2 separate regions of the Oryctolagus cuniculus genome follow, and region 2 is linked to region 1. A link is a contact called in public Micro-C data. All regions are on one chromosome and are shown on one strand. The core of a region is the stretch at or near the end of the contact, and the rest is flanking DNA. Distances in the headings are between cores, read along the strand shown. Region 1 overlaps CRY1 (cryptochrome circadian regulator 1). Region 2 holds the start of CRY1 (cryptochrome circadian regulator 1).

Region 1 (7,787 bases), core at 1,996-4,495:
TTTGATTCGGGTGATGTGCACAAAAGGTCTTTTTTTGTCTTATCCATCTGGAGCAACCTTGAACAATCATTTATTTATGCAGTATCCTCTTTTCATATCCTTCCTGTCTCTGAGGTGTTTTTAAGCTGATCACAGTCTAATCTCTGACATTCAGACCCTCTCCCTTTGCTTTAAGCCTTCCTTTTCAGCCAAACCAGTGTTATTTACTATGTAAATCTTACTATGTAATACATAGATTACTTGCTATGTAATACATACAGTGTTTGACCACTTTGGAATGCTGAAAATCAGTGGGCTTCTATCTTCTGTTTCTAGGTCACTAATACTTTACCCTGAATAAACTTTAAAAAAAAAAAAAAGATTTTATTTATTTATTTGAGAGGCAGATTTACAGAGAGAGAGAGAAAGATCTTCCATCTGCTGGTTCACTCCCCAGATGGCCGTGTTGGCTGGAACTGGGCCTGTCCAAAGCCAGGAGCCAGGAGCTTTTTCCAGGTCTTCCATGTAGGTACAGGGGCCCAACTACCTGGACCATCTTCCACTGCTTTCCCAGGCCATGAGCAGAGAGCTGGATTGGAAGAGGAGTAGCTGGGACATGAACTGGCACCATTATGGGATGCCAGTGCCACAGGCATAGGCTTAACCTACTATGCCACAGCGCTGTCCCCCCGAAAAAACTTTATATTAACCTTTTTACAGACCTTGTTTATTTCTTTGAAAGGATTATCCATTTGTATCTCATATATTATATTCTACTATAGTAGGTACTATTGTATTTATGTGCATACATACTCAATTTCTTTTTGTAGATGCTAAGCTCTATAAGTATTGGAGCCCTTATCTATCTGTATCTCGTAAATTGAATAAAATTATGTAAGTAGTAAGTATCCCTCCTTAGAAGGCATTTTAGGAATTTTGTGAAGACATCTTTGGTTGTTATATGATTGGAGGGTATAAGTAAAATTAGTAAGGAAAGGCCAAGGATAGAAGACTTCCTTCAGCGTATTCTCTCAAAATAAACAGTTGTCCTGAGTCCTGTTTAACTTTCTTCACAATGCTTGATGTAAGTAAAAATCTTAACAAAATTTTCTGAATCTAAAGTCTAAATCCATCTCTATATATAAACATTGTGTATTTTCTACACAATTTAAATATAAACTGAGCTTTCTAGGAGTGTATTTAGCACTCTGTAAATCAAGATGATAGCTTGTTTTGTTCAGAACTTTATTAAAGTCTTGTTCACCATTTAAGGAAATCAAGTTTGAGTTGCCAGTAACATCACTGTATTTGTTTTTGTAGCTATTAAATTTGAAATGATTCTATATGTAAGTATAAGTATTAGACTGGTTCATTGTTTTCTAATGTAATGTCCAGATGCTTAGTAATAGAAGTAGATGTTACTTTTTTAAAAATATAAATGACCTTTAATTTCCTCTATATGTAATAGAAAAAAAGTAATGCTTTAAAGTGATATATGTGGATATGTTATTTATGAATTTTATTTCAGGGTTTTAAAGAGGACATTGCAAAATAAATGTTATAAAACAACATTGTGTCATGAGATAGATTTATGGCTTTTAGAGTCTGGCAGATGCAAAAATTTGCTTTTTTTTTTTTTTTTTTTTTTTTTTTTTTTTTTTTTTTTTTAACAGGCAGAGTGGACAGTGAGAGAGAGACAGAGAAAGGTCTTCCTTTTGCCGTTGGTTCACCCTCCAATGGCCGCCACAGCCGGCGTGCTGTAGCCGGCGCACCGCGCCTATCCGAAGGCAGGAGCCAGGAGCCAGATGCTTCTCCTGTTCTCCCATGGGGTGCAGGGCCCAAGCACTTGGGCCATCCTCCACTGCACTCCCAGGCCACAGCAGAGAGCTGGCCCTGGAAGAGGGGCAACCGGGAAAGAATCCGGCGCCCCGACCAGGACTAGAACCCGGTGTGCCGGCGCCGCAAGGCAGAGGATTAGCCTAGTGAGCCGTGGCACCAGCCACAAAATTTGCTTTTAAAATATGTGTTTCATCTTTATTGAACATTAAACTATTCTCCATAAAAATGTATATCACAAATATCTCAATAATTTGAATAATAAGTTAGATGAAAACACTAAAAATTGTAACAAACCAGAAAAAAGCAAGCATATTTAAACTTGACTCAGCTTATAGAGACACAGAATTTTAAATTTAGAATTTTGAAATCTCTATAAAACATCATAGACTTTGATTAATGATTGAAAAATCTCCATTTTTTCTCTATGATAGGTAGGATTCAAATTTTTTCTAAATTTTACTCATTTCATTTGGAGGATAGGAGATAGACTGCATGTGGTTTTCATGATTTTAGTTTGTTCTTTAAATCCATTCTCTAGGGTCTGCAATGAATGTTTTGGTTAAGATATTCTAAGAGTAGTTTGTTTTCATTGCTGAGCAAATGATAGGATATATTTTAGAAACTGAAATACAGAGCCAGATGGCTTCTTTATTCTTGTATGATACATATTAATTCATAATGCCTTGTTTTCAGCAGCAAAAGGATTATTTGTAACTTCCCATTGCCTTTTTTAGACTATTTCATATAGACAGAACTAGAAATTCTAGTTATATAAAGCTGTTCCAGCACAGGCTGGAAAGTAGGTCATTCTGACGGGAGTATACTAAACCGCCCATTGGTTGCTATAGCAATGACCTACTTTAAGAAACTATTACTGTTGATTCATGTTGAAATCATCTTTGGAACTGGTATAAGGAAGTTAAATGAATATAATTTTTTATATAATAGCAATAGGTAGTGATCTCTGGAGAGAAAAAAATCCTTTAAAAATTTAAAGTGAAGAACTACCAAAACATTGTCCCCTAATTTCTTAATTATTTTCAAAGTTGGATCATTTTAATTTATTAGAGGACTCTCATAAAATAGGTACTTTATTTATTTACTTATTTTTACTGTTTCATTTATTTAAAAGACCAAGTTACAGAGAGAGGTAGAGGCAGAGAGAGAGAGAGAGAGATGTCTTCCATCCACTGGTTCACTCCCCAGATGGCCACAACTGCTGGAGCTGAGCCGATCCGAAGCCAGAAGCCAGGAGCTTCTTCCAGGTCTCCCACATGGGTGCAGGGTCCCTGGGACTTGGGCTATCTTCTACTGCTTTCCCAGGCCATAGCAGAGAGCTGGATGGGAAGAGGAGCAGCCGGGACTTGAACCAGCGCCCATATGGGATGCTGGAATTTCAGGCCAAGGCTTTAACGCACTGCGCCACAGTGCCGGCCCCAAGTTGGAACTTCAAATCTATGCTGTTGGAGATTTTTTAAATGGTTGTATTATGGAAGAATTATATGCTCAGATATTAGTTGTCTCAGAGTCTCTTTTGTGAGGTAGAGTTACAGACAGAGAGGGGACAGGCAGAGAGAAAGGTCTTCCATCCACTGGTTCACTCCCCAAATGGCTGCAATGGCCATAGCTGGACCAATCCAAAGCCAGGAGCCCAGAGCTTCCTCTGGGTCTCCCATGTAGGTGCAGGGGCCCAAGCACTTGTGTCATTTTCCACTGCTTTCCCAGACCATAGTAGAGGAGGTGGATTGGAAATGGAGCAGCCAGGAGGCGAACCAGTGCCCATTCGAGTTGCTGGCGCCACAGCACTGGCCCCGATTCAGAGTCTTAATTGTACTATGCTTTGTTGATGAATATATTCATCCACATTGACCTTGTCATTGGGAAACTTATCTTTCAAACTTGATTTAAAGTCACTTTCAGATGAAGTTAGCAGTTCAAAGTGCTTTTGTGTGGATGTGCATGTACCCAACGAATTCATGTTTTCTACTGTCATGCCTAGGTATTTATGGAAATACATGCGTGTGGAGTTTGTTCAAAAATAAAAATTATTATCAAGGGAAAGTAATAATATGTTTAATGAATATCTTCCAAATGCTAGGGATTCTACTATGTGAATTTATACTGTTTCTAATTCTCTCCACAAGACAATCCTACTAGGTTATTTTATCCTATTTCTAATCATTTCAACAAATTGTAGAGGGCATATGATGAAATTTGTTTGCCAAATACAGAAAACAAAACAAAGGTTAAGGAAACTGTAATTAGGAATGAGACACATAATTTGAAATCCATTGGAAGGGCTTCATACACACATACACACACAAACACACATACACACACACATACAGACACACACGCAGAGTCATCTCTTGGTGTCCTTCTATCCCTGTAGATACCAAAATGTGCAAGTGCTCAAGGACCTATAATTGCATGTAACATTAAATTATCTCTAAATTACTTTAAACGTCTATTACAGTATGATGCTATGTAATGTGATGCTAGTTACAGACACCTTTTTAAACATTTTTTTAAATATTTATTTTAGAGAGAGGGAAAGGAGAAATCCCCCAAAGCCTACCACAGTCAGGGGCTGATCTAGGCTGAAGCTGGGGGCCAGGAATTCAATCCAGATCTCCCACATAGGTGAGACTCAATTACTTGTACCATATAGCATGCTGCCTTCCAGTGTGTACATTAGCTGAGAGCTGATATCAGGAGCAGAGCCAGGACTTGAACCTAGGTGTTTGCGTATGGAATACAGATGTTCCCAAGCAGCTTCTTAACTGCTAGGCCGAACTCCCTTCCTTAGTTGCAGTTTTTTTTTTTTCCCAAATAATTTTTCAGCTGTGGCTAGTTGAATCCATGAACTTGGAACTTGTGAATACCATGGACTAACTATATATTACATATACATGGTAGCTGTCTTATGTGGTATGATATGAACATTTCTCTAAGATGAGGTATACATTAAGTTCTTTGACAGTGCAGAGGACAGAGAAATTTCTTTTAAGAAAAGATTATTTCAAAGGCAGAGAAGGACAGAGAGAGAAAGAAAGGAAGAAATCTTCCATCTGTTGGTTCACTCCCCAGATGGCTGCAATTCCTGGGCCTGGGCCTGGGCCTAGCTCTAGCTGAAGACAGGAGCCTGGAATTCCATCCTGGTCTCCCACATGAGTGACAGGGGCCCAAGAATTTGGACCATAGTCCACTGCCTTCTTAGGTATATTACCAGGGAGCTGGGTTGAAAGCAGAGCAGCCCGGATTTAAACTGGTGCTCCAATATGGTTTGTCTGGAATTGCGACCGATGGCTTAACTCACTATACTACGACTCAGGCCCCCAAAGAAATTACTTTCAGCTGGAAGACTGAAGGTTAGTAGAATATGAACTTGAAAAAGATGAGAAAAGGAAAATTCCCCCTGAAGAAATGGAAATTAGAAACAAGATTGCAGGCCAAGGGAAGCAGGAGCAACCAGGAGATTGTGTGGAGAAGATAGTTTGGTTTGGTAGGAGGGCAAGGGGAGTGGGGGAGGAAATGAACCTGGAACCCTAGGTCAGTGGCCAAGCAGAGTAATTACTCTTTATTGTATAGGGAGTGGGTCTTTGAAGACCTTTGTACAGGAAAACATGAGTCATGAAGATTTAATATTGTGTATAAAATGGATTAGAATGCTGAGAGATTAGTGGTGGGCAGATCTACTTTAAGATACTGCAGTAAATAAAACAAGCAAGAGATAAGAACTAGAATTACTATAACAAGAATAGAAGTGGCTGGGAAGAAGGGGAGTAAAGAATGTTAGAGAAACACTTATGTAATAGTGCTCACTGTGGTCAGGTTGAGTTCTAAGAGCTTCATAGATACTAATTTATTTAATTCTCACCGTAATATTCAGTAGGTCCTATTACAATACCAATTTTACAGATGAGGAAATTAGATACAGCTTTCGGTATTGGTTGAAGTTTAGCAATCTGTCACTAGGCTTATTGAGTTAGGAACATCTATACAATGGAATATTTTGAAGTTATGAAAACTGATGCCATAAAAGTATGCCTATTGCTTTGGAAATATGTTTGCCATATATGAAGCCAGGCTTACAGTAAATAGAGAATATATTATTTTTTCTGCTTTTAATGAATACATGCTGATTATCAATTTTAAACTTTTACGAATTAAAAATGAAAGTGTGTATCTCGGGGGCCGGCGCCATGGCTCACTTGGTTAATCCTCCGCCTGCAGCGCTGACATCCCATATGGGTGCCAGGTTCTAGTCCTGGCTGCTCCTCTTCCAGTCTAGCTCTCTGCTGTGGCCCGGGAAGGCAGTAGAGGATGGCCCAAGTGCTTGGGCCCTTGCACCCGCATGGGAGACCAGGAAGAAGCACCTGGCTCCTGACTTCGGATCAGCGCAGCACCAGCTGCAGCAGCCACTTGGGGAGTGAACCAACAGAAGGAAGACCTTTCTCTGTCTCTCTTACTGTCTAACTCTATGTGTCAAATAAATAAAAAAAAGTGTATGTTTCTCTCCTTCCTACACTATTATAAGTTTCTACTCCCCAAAGATAGATATTATTAATAGCTTAGAAAGTATCTTTCCAGGTATTTTCCTTAAGCACATCTAAACATAAATAGATATGTGCAATGTAAATCTTGTTTTACCCACCAAATATGTATATAATTTTAAAGGTCATACTACAAAAGCTTGTAACAGAGGACAGCATCAGAGTGTGTTTACACCATCCTTCACTTTTTTTGTTTCTTCACAGATCTTTTCTACTTAAAATGTTTGAGTTAAAAGTACCCATATTATTTCAAGTGCTTATATTTGTACTGTATCTTTGTAACTTTTATGTGTAATCACAGGTGTAAATTTTAGTATCTGTGGAAGAAAATATCACAGTATGGAAGAAAAACACCGTACTTAAAACAGTTTCTATTGCTTTGTTTCCTGAAGTGCCAAAACAAAAATTAAGTCTTAGAGTGCAAAACTTTTTCCATTGTAACATATTACTTAGTCCATATCATTCTAAAACTTGCTTTTGTTTCATTGAGTGTTTATTGAAAAGCATTTAAAATGCTTATTCAGCCTGTGAACTAAAGAAAAATAAAGGGTAAATTATTGAGACTTAATTGTTTATTTTATTAATTCTTTTTTTTAAAGATTTACTTATTTATTTGAAAGTCAGAGTTACACACACACAGAGGGAGAGAGAGAGGTCTTCCATCCGATGGTTGATTCTCCAATTGGCCGCAACAGCCAGAGCTGCAGCTATCTGAAGCAAGGAGCCTCTTCTGGGTATCCCACGCGGGTGCAGGGGCCCAAGGACTAAGGCCATCTTCTACTGCTTTCCCAGGTCACAGCAGAGAGCTGGATCAGAAGAGGAGCAGCCCATATGGGATGCCGGAATTTCAGGCCCAGGGCATTAACCCGCTACATCACAGCGCCAGCCCCAATTTATGAATTCATTTTTTTTCTTTTCCAATCTCTTATACCATATGAAAACATTTCCACAGAAAGGTTGAATATTAAGAAATCTTGCTAGTTATTACTAGCTTTGGTTGAGAAGATGCTGAAATTAATGGTACAACAGAGATTTTGGAGATTCTTTGCCTTGAGTTATCCCTTCAGGCCATTTTAGTTTTGTCCTATTTCAATTTAAGGACACTTAAAATTGGTAGAGTTCATTTAACTTCTTATTTTTGATTATAATAACTTTAAAAATATTTTTAAAAATATTTATTCAAAAGAGTAACAGAGGGGTAGAGGCAGAGAGATCCTCCCTTCTCTGATTTACTCTTGATGCCTGCAAGAGCCAAGTTTAGGCCAGGTTAGGAGTCAGGAACTCAACCAGGTCTCCTACATAGGTGGTAGGGACTCAGGTACTTCGGCCATCTTCCACTGCCTTCCCAGACAAATTAACAGGAAGCTAGATTATAAGTGGAGCAGCAGGGACTCAAATTGGCACTCCAGTATG
Region 2 (7,787 bases), core at 3,451-5,950, 41 kb before region 1:
CGATGGTCCACTCCCCAATTGGCCACAACTGCCGGAGCTGTGCGGATCTGAAGCCAGGAACCAGGAGCTTTCTATGGGTCTCCCACATGGGTGCAGGGGCCCAAGGATCTGGGCCATCTTCCACTGCTTTCCCAGGCCACAGCAGAGAGCTGGATCAAAAGTGGAGCAGCCGGGTCTTGAACCAGCACCCATATGGGATGCCAGCGCCTCAGGCTAGGGTATTAACCTGCTGTGCCACAGTGCCAGCCCCCTCAGTACCAGTCTTCTTAGTCCACTTTCCTCTGTTACTTAAGATTTGGCACTTTATAAAGAAAACAGGTTTATTTGGCTCAGGGTTTAGAAGGAAGGGAAGTTCAAGGTTGGGTGGCTGCACCTGGTAAGGGCTTCACATAATGTCATAACGTGGTGGATGACATCACATGGGAGTACATGTGAGCAGCATATGAGGAAAAGATAGAACATAAGCTTGCTGTATCATAATCGAGTTGAGATAATTAACCCAATCTTGAGAGAACTACATTAATCCCTTCTTTAGAGTGAAACCCCCTGGCATAATTACTCTTAAAGGCCACACAGTCTCTCAACACTGTTCCATTAGGGTCCAAATGATAATCTCAGTTTCGGTAGGGAGAAAGCATATTCAAGCTGGGCTAGCTTTTGGCACACTGGATTAAGCCACTGCTTTTGATGCTGCATCCCATATTGGAACACTGGTTCAAGTCCCAGCTGCTCTGCTTCTGATCCAGCGCCCTGCTAATGTACCTAGGAAAGTAGTGGAAGATGGCCCACTTACTTGCACCCTTGCCACTGACATGGAAAACCCAGATGGAGTTCCAGGCTCCTGGCTTTGGCGCTGTCCAGCCTCAGCCATTTTTAGGAACTCGGTCAGTGTACTAGCAGATGGAAGATCTCTGTGTGTGTGTGTGTATGTGAAAGAGAGAGAGAGACAGAGAGACAGAGACAGAGACAGAGTTCCGTCTCTGTCCCTGTGCATTTCAAATAGGTTAATTTAAAAAATATCTAAACTATAACATGGCCTATGTATGTAACTGCTCTTTAACCCATTATAACATCTCAGAACATGTTAAGTGAAATCTTTGACATGTGTTCAGATCACTAATTTATTATTTATTTTGGCACAATAACATTTTAGGATCCATGCAGTTTTTCATAATACATATTTTCCATGAATTTTTGAAGACCTTTTCAAAAATAACTATCCTTTAACACATTTAAATTCAATTCCCCAAAGACTCTAGTTTGGCTCACTCAGTCAATATTCCTATCACTTCAAGAATGAGTTGGTTGGGCTGTCTATTCCATTATTTGTGTATTGATAACACATGCCAAAAATCACCTTTACAAGATGAGGTTAGATAGACCATCAGCTTTCAGTTTAGAGGTTGATGTACTTTTATCAAGGGTGCTCTTGAAATCAGACAGATATTGATTTTGCTAACATTGCTGGCAGTTAAAAGAATGTTTAACAGAACGCTTCTCAGATATTCTTGACCCCAGGGCAGGACTCTGGTTGCTGAATTTTAAAACAGCATGGAAAAGTTAGAAATCCCCCAGCTCGATCCCCTCATTTTACAGAGCAATTAGTCAGACCAAGAAGGCCTAGATGGCTTGTTCAAGATCATGAACTAACTAATGTTGAGCTGAGATATGACCCAGTCTCTTCCTTATAGTCCCCACTCTTTCCATCTCGATGTTGGAGCCAAACAGAATTTCACAAATAATTCCTGACAATGTTTCCCATCCCTTCCTTCCCCCTTCATACGTAATATTCACTCTGAAAAGAAGAGGGAGTATCTACGAGGGATGTGAAAGAGATTTGGGTTCAGATCTGTTTTTTTTTTTTTTAAGATTTATTTATTTTACTTGAAAGTCAGAGTTACACAGAGAGAGGAGAGGCAGAGAGAGAGAGAGAGGTCTTCCATCTAACGGTTCACTCCCCAGTTGGCCGCAACGGCCGGAACTGCACCGATCCGAAGCCAGGAGCTTCTTCAGGGTCTCCCACGTAGGTGCAGGGGCCCAAGGACTTGGGCCATTTTCTGCTGCTGTCCCAGGCCATAGCAGAGAGCTGGATGGGAAGTGGAGCAGCCAGGTCTTGAACCAGTGCCCAGATAGGATGCCAGCGCTTCAGGCCAGGGCTTTAACCCGCTGTGCCACAGCGCTGGCCCCTTCATCTGGTTTTACTACTTCTGATTATGAATGTTAGTTTCTTCACCAGCAAGATGGACATAGATATGTTCAAATAATACTTATGAAATGATAATTAAAAACGTATCTAAAATCATGCTTAACAATAATCCATAGGAAGAACATAGTGCATAGGAGCTCTACGAATCACTGCCATTATTAAATGATAATCTCTCCCCCCCCCAAATGCAGATATATTAACGTAACCATCTACGTGCCAAAAAAAACCCTTGAGTATTTAAGAAATGCAGTCACCAATGCTGACGTTTTTATCATAAATTGGTACTTCTATGTTTACATGGAAGTTACACACACACACACACCCACACACAGCTGTCTGTTAAAAAAAAATCCAGCTTCACTGAATGAACAATCTACAAACATAAGTCAACTCTACATGGATCAATAGTCTCTCCACCTCCCACCGTTTCATTTGGATGCTTGAAACAATTTCTGTCTTTTGACACAATCTGCCTACTTTCAAATTGCCTAAAATGAACATAAAACACTGCATTAAACTTAAAAAAAAAAGGATTTATTTCAAAGGCAGAGTGAAAGAGAGAGAAGAGCTCTTCCATCTGCTGGTTCACTCTTCAAATGCCTGCAAAAGCTGGGGCTGTGTCACACTGAAGCTAGGAGCCAGGAACTCCACCCAGGTCTCTCACCTGAGTGGCAGGGGCCCAAGTCTTTGGGCCATCTTCCACTGTCTTCCTTTGGGCATTAGCAGGAAGCCGGATTGGAAGCAGATTAGCCCAGACTTGAATTTACACTTCTATATGGGATATGGGAGTCCCAAGCACAGGCCTAACCTGCTGCATCACAACACCTGCCCCCATTCTTTGTAATTTTTAAAATTTTATTTGAAAGGCAGAGAGATATAGACAAAGATCTTTCATCTACTCCTTCACTTTCCAAATGCCCACAACAGCCAGGGCTCACGCAGGCCAAGACCAGGAACCTGGGAAGCTATCAGGTCTCTGACAAGGATGGCAGTGATCCATGAACTTGAGCCATCACTTGCTGCCTCCCCAGACGCACATTAGCAGGAAACTGGGTTGTAAGTGGAGCCAGGACTTAAGCCCAGCCTGATATTGGACCCAACCAGGGTCTTAACCACTATGTCAAATGCCCACTGGGCTTTCCTTTCTTTAACTTTGCCATGACAGATGCATTGGTGGCTACAGGATTCACTCATTCACTTATTCAATAAACATTTGAATGATGTATATCAGGCTCCGTACTGGCTACTGGTGATGTAAAATATAAACTAGATAGAGACTCTGGCCTTGGGAAGGAATCAGAGACATTGTATGATAACATTTAATCTTCACAATGATGGGCTGATGTATCACATGCATGCTTGGAGAGCTCAGGGAGGTCTAAAATCTGCTCTAGCAGATGGATTGTTTTCACAAATTAGGCAGCATTTCATCAGAGCCTGACTGTAAAGCGATGTGTAGAAATACATTAGGCAGCGGGAAGGTGGCTGCAGGGAATAGCGATTCCAAAGAACAGCATTTTAGAGGGAAAACTAGCACATGAATAGGTTAAGAGCCAAACGGAAAACCCCAGGAGGGCTGCGATTTTTGTCTACTTCATCTCCAGTGCTTTGTTCAATAACTAACTGTTGAGTGAATGTAAGCGCATCATAAGGCACGGTCCGGTTCAAGTGCACGAAGGTCCCAATCGCGAAGCCCTGGAAACCACACTGAGTGTAAGAGATCAGGATTGATACGCTGTTGAATTCCGTGAGGCTCGGGGATGCCTCGCTCTGCCGGGGGCCCCTCTTCGCCAGGGCCACGTGCAAGTGCGCCGCGCAAAAGGGCACAAAAATGGCGGGGGCGCCAGCTCCACACACACCTAGCAAGGCTCTCCGGCTAAACCTGGATGAGGCACACGGTTTTGTGCTTGAAACCCACCTGGAGCTGAACACAGTCACCCTCCAACACCCAGTACCTCCGCCTCCATCCCCCCACCCCCAGCTCCCCTCTGGGATCCACAGTTAACTCTCCGAGGACACGGTCGACCCCCCTCCCCCCCATCCCACACGAGGAACAACCGGGCGCGCTCCGGTTCCTCGGCCCCGCCCTCCTCTCCTCTGGAACGCAGGGAGAGCGCACGCGCGCCTGCCAGAGGAGAGCGCGCGCCCGCGAGCTCCCCGCAGCCCCGTGCTCATCCGGGTCTCAGCAAGCCCCAGCCAATGGCGGCCGCTCCCGGCCCCCGGGGGCGGGGCCAAGCCTCCCGTCACATGGGGCCTGTGGCCGCCTTGGGTGCCTCCAGCGGACAGCAACCAGTCGGCCTAGGGAAGGGGTAGAGAAGCAGGGAGCCCCCTGTCTGGCCGAGGACCGGCAATTCTGGGGTCTGGGGGCTGCTGCCGCTCCGGAAGCGTCTGAAGTGCGAGCAGATTCCCCAGCCAGACCTAGTGTAGTAAACACACTTCAGAAACGTGAGGTGCCGGTGGTCACGTGGGGAGCGCGCCCTCCAATGAGGGGCCGGGGGCGGGGCCGAGGCCGCTGACGCGGCGCGGCGGTGGCGGAGTCACCCGGGCAGCCTCGGGACCGGTGACCGGCCGGCAGCCGTCCAGCGGCCTCGACCACCGCCTTCGTCCTCCGTTTTCGGTCCGGTCTCTCGCTCTCCATCCTCTCTCTCGGCCCGAGAGACAGCGTCGCCGACAGGGGCTGAATCCCCTCTCGTTCCTCTCGGTGACTCACCTCAGGCGGGTCGTTTTCGCCACAGCGGCCGCCTCGGTGGGGCGAGGTTTCCGTGACGAACCTCCTGGGGCTGTCGGGGCCGGCTCGGGCCGTCGAGGCGGCTCGAGCTTCTGGAATTTACTCACGCTCCGAGGGTCCGAGGCCCTGGAAGTTATGCGTCTCCTGCGGGCGCTTGCAGCGAGCGGCGGCGCCTGAAGGGCGTCACAGCCGGACTCTGCCGACCGGGCAGCCTCCATTCATCGTCCAGCTGCGCGTCCGGCGCCCGCGCCCCCTCGAGCCCCCTCCTCGGACTCAGTTTCCCCCGTGCCCGGTCGGCCGCCCGTTCCTCACCCCTCGGGCGCGGCGATTCTCCTGGAAGCGAAGGTGTCGGTTATGAGCCGGCCCCTCCTTCCTTGAGTTTCTGGCTGGAGGAAGTCGGCGACGACCCGCGCCCCCACCCCGCCCCCGGCTATGGGGGTGAACGCCGTGCACTGGTTTCGCAAGGGGCTTCGGCTCCACGACAACCCCGCCCTGAAGGAATGCATTCAGGGCGCCGACACCATCCGCTGCGTCTACATCCTCGACCCCTGGTTCGCCGGCTCCTCCAACGTGGGCATCAACAGGTGGAGGTGAGTCGGCGGCCCGTGGGAAATGGATTCCGGTGTTCCGGAGTTACGTGCGATTGGCAGAATCGGAGAATGGAGACGTGCGACCGCGTTGCTTGGGCCGATTGAAAGTGGTAGGGTGCGTCCGGTGTTCCATAGGATCCACCTGATAGCCCTCCGGACGGAGGGTCCCGATGACCTGGAACACCTTGGCCCTCGTTGCCAACTTCTCGCTCAGCACTCTTGGGAACTCTTCGCCTGGCTTTATGGAGAGGAGTTAAAGAAATACCCTCCCGGGCCTTAGTAGCCTGTGGATGGATTCTCTTAGCCTTTTTGTGGCGTTCGAAAGGATTATGTATGGTGTTTAATGGTTACGTGTATGTGTGCCTAGGTCACTCGTAGTATGGAGAAAAATCATTCATTCCGTATAGTCGGCTCCGAATCCAGTTTTCTTCCACCTTGAGGTTACTGCTGGAAAAGCAAGGGAAACAATGTCTGGTTCTTCTTAGCTCCACTCTTCCTCTCAACTCCTCCTTGTGGTCGACTGGACAAAGTACAGTTTTTCTTTCTAGGCAAAGTACAATCCTTCTAGGGATCCGTGCTCTGGAAGAAATCCTGGAGCCGCTTTATGATCTTTCCCTGATGTACCGGACTAGATGATCGTTAGGCCCCTCGGTGAGAATGAAAGCTTTAGTTCGGGAGACAGACTTGATCGCTTTCTGCATGCCAGACACTGATTTAAATGCCAGGCTTATAGCCGTAAATGAAACGGACATAAAGTCTTGCACTCTTCAAGATTATGTCTCAGAAAGTAAAATGTGCAGTATTTTAGGCGATGAACAGGTTTGTGGAGAAAAACAGAGCAGAGAGAAGTGAAAATGAATGCGATTTTAAATATACTACTCAGGGGGCAATCACGGGGAAAGTGACAGTTGAGCAGACAGGAAGGGATTGGTGGGATGCAAGTATCTCAGGGAAGAGCTTTCCAGGTTAGGGAACAATAGGAGAAAAAGTCCTAAAGTGGAAATGTGCTTGACCTTTGGAAGGCATAGCGGAGGAAGCCAGTATGAATGGAGCACACTGAGGGAAAAGTAGTAGCGATGAGATCAGAGTTGTAATAGAGCCAGATTGAATAGAGCTTTATAAGCAGTTACAGGATTTGAGCTTTTACTCAGCAAAGTGCGCATAGAATAATTTCAGGTTTATAAATAGAAGTGACATGACCTGACTTCAGCTTGAGAAAAATTTGTTGATTGTGGTCCTGAGAACAAACTGAATTGACAGGGTGGAGATAGACAGAATTAGGAGCAGCAGTTAGGAGGCTGTTGCATTCATCAAGGTCAGAGATGATAACGGCTAGATGACAGCAGAAATGGTGAGAAGTAGTCAGATGCTGTGTGCATTCTAAAGGCAGAATAAACAGTATTTGTTGGCAGCTTAGGTATGTGTTGTGAGAGGATGAAAAGGAGTTAAGGATGATTTCAAAAATTTTCATTTGAAATATTAAGAAGGATGGAGCTGCTCTTTGCTAAGAAAATAAAGTTGATTGGGGAAGGCTTTGGGATTGTGCTTGGAGTTCTCTTTTGGACTTTGAGATGCTTTTTAGACATCCAAGTGAAGAAAATAGGCAGATGGATGTATCTGGATTCAGGACATAAATCCAGGCAGGAAATATAAATTGGAGAGTCATCAGTTTATAGATGCATATCTATTAACCTGTCCATTTATTGAACAAATATTTGTCAAACATCTACATGCCAGATAGGATTTCAGGTGTGGGAGACTCAGCAGAAACAAAATAGCTGCAGAGTTCTACCCTATTGAAGCTACGTTCTAGGGGAGCCAAGAGACTGTGTAAGAGTATGAAGAAAGAGTGTGGAATGGAAAGAGAGATGATCTAAGCATTGAGTCTTAAGTGCTTGTGATGAATAGAAATTGTGTAGTATAGAGACTGAAGAAGCCGCTAGAAAAGTAAGAAGAAAACCTAGAAGCCAAGTAAACAAAGTGTTTTAAAGAGGAGAGAATGTTTTGCCTACATCAAAGTACTGTTGATAGGTTAAGATGAGGACTGAAAATTAAAAGTTGGATTTAGGGGCGGTGTTTTGCTTAGTGGGTTTTGACACCCGCATCGCATACTGGAATCACTAGGTTTAGGTCTTGGCTCTGGTCCCAATTTCTTCCTTTCTTCTAGATTTATTTATTTATTTGTTTGAAAGGCAGATTTATAGAGAGAGAGAGAGCACTTCTATCCATTGGTTCATTCCCCAAATGGCCTCAACAGCCAGGG

What was found. A called contact is a pair of places that touch in the nucleus more often than the background predicts.
Region 2: a Micro-C map of ear pinna shows a contact between it and region 1, with 1.9 times the contacts expected there. The contact joins the promoter of CRY1 here to the enhancer-like site in region 1. A contact is called at or near these places in 2 of 6 Hi-C or Micro-C datasets (ear pinna and skin fibroblasts).

The regions. Positions count from the first base shown.
Region 1 is chr11:109,599,914-109,607,700 of mOryCun1.1, reverse strand. The region is part of intron 1 of CRY1 (cryptochrome circadian regulator 1); the gene reads left to right. Among named protein-coding and RNA genes, the nearest start is that of CRY1, 41 kb to the left of the region's middle. Within about 2 kb of position 3,245, at least 6 of the 8 cell types and tissues checked have an H3K27ac peak or open chromatin away from gene starts, as enhancers often do. A contact at or near this core is called in ear pinna, where this site is marked.
Region 2 is chr11:109,642,200-109,649,986 of mOryCun1.1, reverse strand. It overlaps CRY1 (cryptochrome circadian regulator 1), which reads left to right and starts at 4,700. Exons shown (of 13, transcript XM_002711421.5): 1 at 4,700-5,524. The coding sequence starts at 5,367.